Linked DNA regions of Mus musculus: region 2 is linked to region 1. A link is a contact called in public Hi-C data. All regions are on one chromosome and are shown on one strand. The core of a region is the stretch at or near the end of the contact, and the rest is flanking DNA. Distances in the headings are between cores, read along the strand shown. Region 1 overlaps Glis3 (GLIS family zinc finger 3). Region 2 has its middle 34 kb from the start of Gm35922.

The links. Hi-C and Micro-C count contacts between places; a contact is called where the count stands out from the background.
Region 2: a Hi-C map of cortical neurons shows a contact between it and region 1, with 1.7 times the contacts expected there. A contact is called at or near these places in 27 of 484 Hi-C or Micro-C datasets (the 3T3-L1 cell line, the C2C12 cell line, DN3 thymocytes and 16 more) and 4 of 130 datasets of targeted methods (bone marrow-derived dendritic cells, embryonic fibroblasts, embryonic stem cells and 1 more).

Annotation. Positions count from the first base shown.
Region 1 is chr19:28,627,349-28,630,048 of GRCm38.p6, reverse strand. All of the region lies in intron 2 of Glis3 (GLIS family zinc finger 3), which reads left to right. Among named protein-coding and RNA genes, the nearest start is that of D930032P07Rik, 50 kb to the left of the region's middle.
Region 2 is chr19:28,724,686-28,727,385 of GRCm38.p6, reverse strand. No RefSeq gene overlaps it. Among named protein-coding and RNA genes, the nearest start is that of Gm35922, 34 kb to the left of the region's middle.

The sequences.
Region 1 (2,700 bases), core at 84-2,583:
ACCACCTTCCTGCCTGCCCTTCCAGACAAGCTGTGTTCCTTGCCCAACCCTTTGTCTTTTGGTCTTGATAATTAGGCAGCATTAGAGCTGTTGACTTACTTTCTTTTCTTTTTCCTTTCCTTTCCTTTCCTTTCCTTTCCTTTCCTTTCCTTTCCTTTCCTTTCCTTTCCTTTCCTTTCCTTTCCTTTCCTTTCTTTCAGATATAGTACCTTCAAATCAGCTGTTATAGTAAAGATAGTACTAATTTTAAATTAATTTTATTATTTATTTATTTATACTTTTATTAGGTATTTTCCTCATTTACATTTCCAATGCTATTCCAAAAGTCCCCCATACCCTCCCACCCACTCCCACTTTAGTCCAGAAATATGGATGTGTTGTAACATTTCTGTATGGAGAGAAAGGGAGTTGAGTGAATTGAGTCTTGTAGTTTTCTCCAATGGTTGAGCCTTTGTCACTGGTGATGACTATACTATAGTTGATGGGTTTTGTTTTTTGTTTTTTGTTTTTTTTTTTGAGTAATTTCTTGCGTGTGTGTTCGTTCACATGTATGCACTCAACCATGTGTGTTTAAGTAAGTTCGAACTGAGAGCAACCTCCAGTGACTACCTCCTTTGAAACAGAGTCCCTCATTGGTCTGTAGGTCACCAGCTGGCCAAATTGGTCCAGCATCAAGTCCCAGGGGGTCCTCCTGTCTCTGTCTCTCCAGCACTGGAACTACGAACATAGGTTACTCTCTGGGCATTTTTATCTGGGTTCTGTAGATAGAAGCCAGGCCCTCTGGTGTGTGTGCTTTACCATGGATCGAGCTCTCTCCCAAGCTTCGTCCTCCCTCCCTCCCTCCCTCCCTTCCTCCCTCTGCCTTTTGCTCTCTTTCTGAGGTTAGAATGCTTACCGAGTAGCCCAGGCTAGTCTTGAACCCATAATCCTCCTTTCTTGGCTTCTTGCATGCTTTCTCTGAGAACTTCTATAGAGACATGAGTATCTTCCCTTTGTTCATAGACAGCAGTGCATTAGCACACACCACCCACAACACCATTTTGCACCCAACAATTGATTTCATAACTCATTCGCCACCAGTCCATGCAAAGCTGCCTCGTGTTTTTTTTTTTTTTCCACTTCAGTAAAGAAGTTAATTATTGCTAGGTTATAGTTATGAACAAATCATTATGCAAAAGTGGACAGGCTTCGTGACATGCTATGCTTGTTTTCTATCTGAGCACAGTTGGCTGTTGGTTGGTTCTCCCAGCAGGCAGAGTTTGAGCCTTCCTGTTGAGGAAGGTAACTGCAGTTTCAGGATGGTAGTTAGCCCTTCAGTTCTGTGTTTTCAACAATAGGTGGCACCAGTAATTTCTGTATTGGGGCTGTGTCGAGATAGAAAGCACGATCATTTTTCATTTCCTATCTTTGTATTCACAGATTATTAAGAGCGAAGATGTGCTTAGCCGTAAGCCTGGGGGCTGGCACCTGTATGCATACATCCAGAGCAGATTAAGAAACGCTTTGTAGGAAGATACCTGTGGCTCGAAGCTGCTTCGCTCTTCTCACCCCAGCCTGTGTTTGTAGCAGTCACTTAGTGAGCTAAGACATTTAGTTAGCACACACATATTCAGTGACGGTCAGTACAGCTAGCATGTACATGAAGTGTATCTTTTCAGGCATATCTCTTAGAGATGATTTTGTGGGAAATTTCATCTTGTGACGCGTCCATGGATTGACCGTTGCATGGGGCGCTGTGTATTCTTAGGACTTAGCCTGTCTAACTGGCATTCACTGGTTTTCAACTTGGTCTCTGTGCTAACCCGTTCTCCCTTGTGCTCCCTGTTGCGTGGGCCTAGACCTCCATGAACATTTAAAACACAGCTCTTCAGATAGAATCATTAGCCGCAGAGAGCAATCCTTTCCCTTTCTTCTCGTTGCCACCTGGAAATTCCCTCCACCAATTTCTAATTTGCCTTTCAGAATTCGCCTTCATTTCTGTGCCTCGCAATACAAGGCTTTGATTACTGCATAAGTAGGCGATTGTCCTGGCTGTTCTCCGTTTTGTTCTTTATCAGTATGGGGAGAATAATTCTTCAGCTTCAGAATTAAGAAACAAAAAACAAAAACCAAAAAATCTATAACATGTTGTCAACAAGCTCTCCTGGGTCAAACACACACACACACACACACACACAGAGCCTTAGGGATGGTGAGGTGGCAGATAGATTCATGTGCAAACATCTGATGTGACGTGACTCTGTATCCATCCCCAGGATCATGCAGATGTTGGAAACAGTGAGCAGAGCTCTACTGCTTTTGATTTGAACTGGATCAGCACAGCTTCTCTTGCTTGTTCCCTCCCGAAGGCAATTCGTACACACCTCCTTGGCTTTCACCCGGTGTCACGCCTTGAGTTGGTCTTGTGATTTTTCCTGTGGATTTCTGTCTTCACGGGGCCTTTGATCCTACAAGAGTCCCAGGTATCTCTGCTGTGTAGCATTGTGCTAAAACCTCTGATTCTTTCTTTGTGTGCCAAGTACCTGGCTCTTAGATTTAGTGACTCCTTCAAGTATCAAGCTAATTATTTAGTCGGTGGTCAGAATCTCAGGAACAGAACCAAACACCACAGCTGTGTACTGAATTGTGAGCATCTGAGTGTGTATGCGTGCTCAAGGGCACGCCCGAGTAGTGATCAGAGGACAACCTTGAGTGTTGGTC
Region 2 (2,700 bases), core at 1-2,500, 97 kb before region 1:
CTAGGCTATGCCCTAGGACAGAGTCCCTGGACAAGAAAGCCAGCGATCTATGTCTTAACGAGCCCTTGAGGGCTTTCTGGTTCTCACTGAGTTGAGAACCAGGGGATTCAGCCTTGCTCATTAGCACTAATCAATTAGAAAGGATTAATGGATCCCATTAGCTTGTTGACACTTTGAGTCAAGGGGTTAGCCCAGGCAATTTCAGTGGAATTGCTGAAGGAAATATGGTGACATCCAAGAGAGGCCATGAGAACAAGGCCAGTCTCAGGTTGTGTGGCGTGTATGCATGAGAAAATGAAGAGCTCTGAGGCCCACCACACATGCATAGCCTCTTCCTGCACTCAAAGTTATGTTCTATCCGAAAAGAGCCCCCAAACTCTCATTAATTAGGAGCTTTTGACAGCACTTCACTTAGTTTATGGAAAGCACAATACTAGTGACTACTTGTGATGTCCTGTTAAAACTCATCTTCCTGCGCCAGACACCAATAGATTTTGCTTCTTTGGGTCTGGGCTGGGCAGCGGTGGAATAGCATTTTAAATGAGTCCGCATGCTACTGAGAGTTAAGTGGTGGGCAAAGGAATCAGAAACGAAACAAACCCCCATGGCTTTATGGGCTTGATGCCTCAAGCTTTGTGGGGAAAACTTGGAAGACCTTCAGATTTCAGCCCACTTTAGCTGCAGAGGTTGAAGGTCCTCCATCAGTATGTGAGTATCAAGCTCTGGCCACGCGCAAAGTCACTTGACTGCGGCTCAGCCTTTCTATCCCGGTTCTAAAGCCTGGATTTGATGCCAGGGAAAAACATTTTTTGTCTTAGGCTTTTTGTTGTCCCCTTGTCGCATTGTTGTCTGGCTTTGAGACTTCTCTTGGGGAATTTTGCTATAACGAATAGTCCAATTTACTTCACCTGCGTGGCAAATTATAAGGCTATTAGAAACACCAGGGTCTTTTCCTGACCGAAGTCTAAAACGCTACACATATTTGGCCTCTAGGGGGCGCTAGCCTTCAGGAAAACAAGGCTGTTTATGTAACAGATTGGCAGTTTAAGCGGCTGTATAAATGTCATTCTTTAAAAATAAAGAAGAAATCTCAGCTAACTCAAACAGGAGCAAATTAAAAAGTAGAGCGAAACATCTATTTCACGAGCACAATTCACCCGCTGTCTCTGGTACTTCAAATTGATACCTTTTCTCCAAATGATAACTGGCACCCTCCCACCGGCTTTAGCTACGCTATGACAAAACAACCGATCAATCCACTCACTTCAGTGAAGAAGAAAAATCCAGTCAGTTAGAAGGGGCTTCGTGTGACTCATACACCTGGAGACAGAATGATTTCTAAGCTATCAACTATAAAAGCCAAGCAACTAAGCCATGACTGAGGGGTTGAGTTTATCCCCAAAACATATTTAGGAAGTTTTGTATTGAGACCTTCCACTGTTTTAAACGGGAATCTCTATGTGAACGCACTAGGAGGGTCCTTGAAATACCAATTTTCAACAGTCTTAAGGGGTATCTATAACACATAGAGCCTTCTTGTCCTGAGGGCTTTGCGGCCAGTCTGAGATCTCAATGTTAGCATCAAGATGGAATCACACAGGGTGCTTTGGAAAATCCCCAGGCTCAGGCACAACCCAGAGCAATTAAGTAAGGATCTCCAGAGATGGACACCTGGATGCTGGGTTCTGAGCCTTCACTGTTGTTGTCTAAAGTACCTTCAGTAGTATACAAGTAAGGTGGTTTGTTTTGTTTTGTTTTGTTTTGTTTTAACACAAGGTCTCTCTGTGTAGCCCTTGCTTTCCTGGAACTCACTGTGTAGAGCAGGCTGGGCTTCAACTCACAGAGATCCACCTGCCTCTGCCTCCCAAATTCTGGGGGTCAAAAGATATACAGTATGAAACTGTATGGCTCCTGCCTTAAAGCAAGGTTTTATACAGCGGGTGACTCTCTCTCTGCTTGCAGTTCTCCCCCACCCCCACCCCGAGGCTCGGGCCGTGTTCTCTGAGACTGAGGGCAGAAAATCAAGCCCAGTTCTCACACTGCCTTTCATCAGCTCTTCCTCCTCAATGTCTGCTCCAATCACCATGCTGACTAACTCCTAATGGGCCCACCCTGTATCTTACTTGCTTCGTTTATGGACTTTGCCTGAAACCCAACAATGGCCACATGCAGATCACAAGCATGGAGATTTTCTTCATAGACACAAACAAATCAATATGGAAGTTACCTCACAAACTACACCATTACTAGTTTGAAGACTAATCCCATGGCAGAGTACTTGTCTAGGTCTTAGTTACTTCTATTACTGTGATGAAACATGTGACCAAAGCAATTTATAAAAAGAAAGCATTTACTATAGGGGCTCATGGTTCCAGAGGGTTAGAGCCCATGGCGGTCATGGAGGGAAACATGGCAACAGAGAGGCAGGCATGGCTCTGGAGAAGTAGCTGAGGGATTTCTTCCTGTCCACAGGCACTAGGCAGAGAGAAAGCTAACTGTGAACTAGGCGTGGACAGATGTCAAAGGCCATCTCCAGTGATACACCTCATCCAAGGCCTCACCTCCTAATGCTTCACGAACACTGTCGCTGGCTGGGGACCAAGCTTTGAAATATATGAACGCATGGGGAGCCATTCTCATTCAAATCACCACACCCCTAATGTTTAAGGCCCCAGCTTCTGTCCTCAGCACTACAAGGAA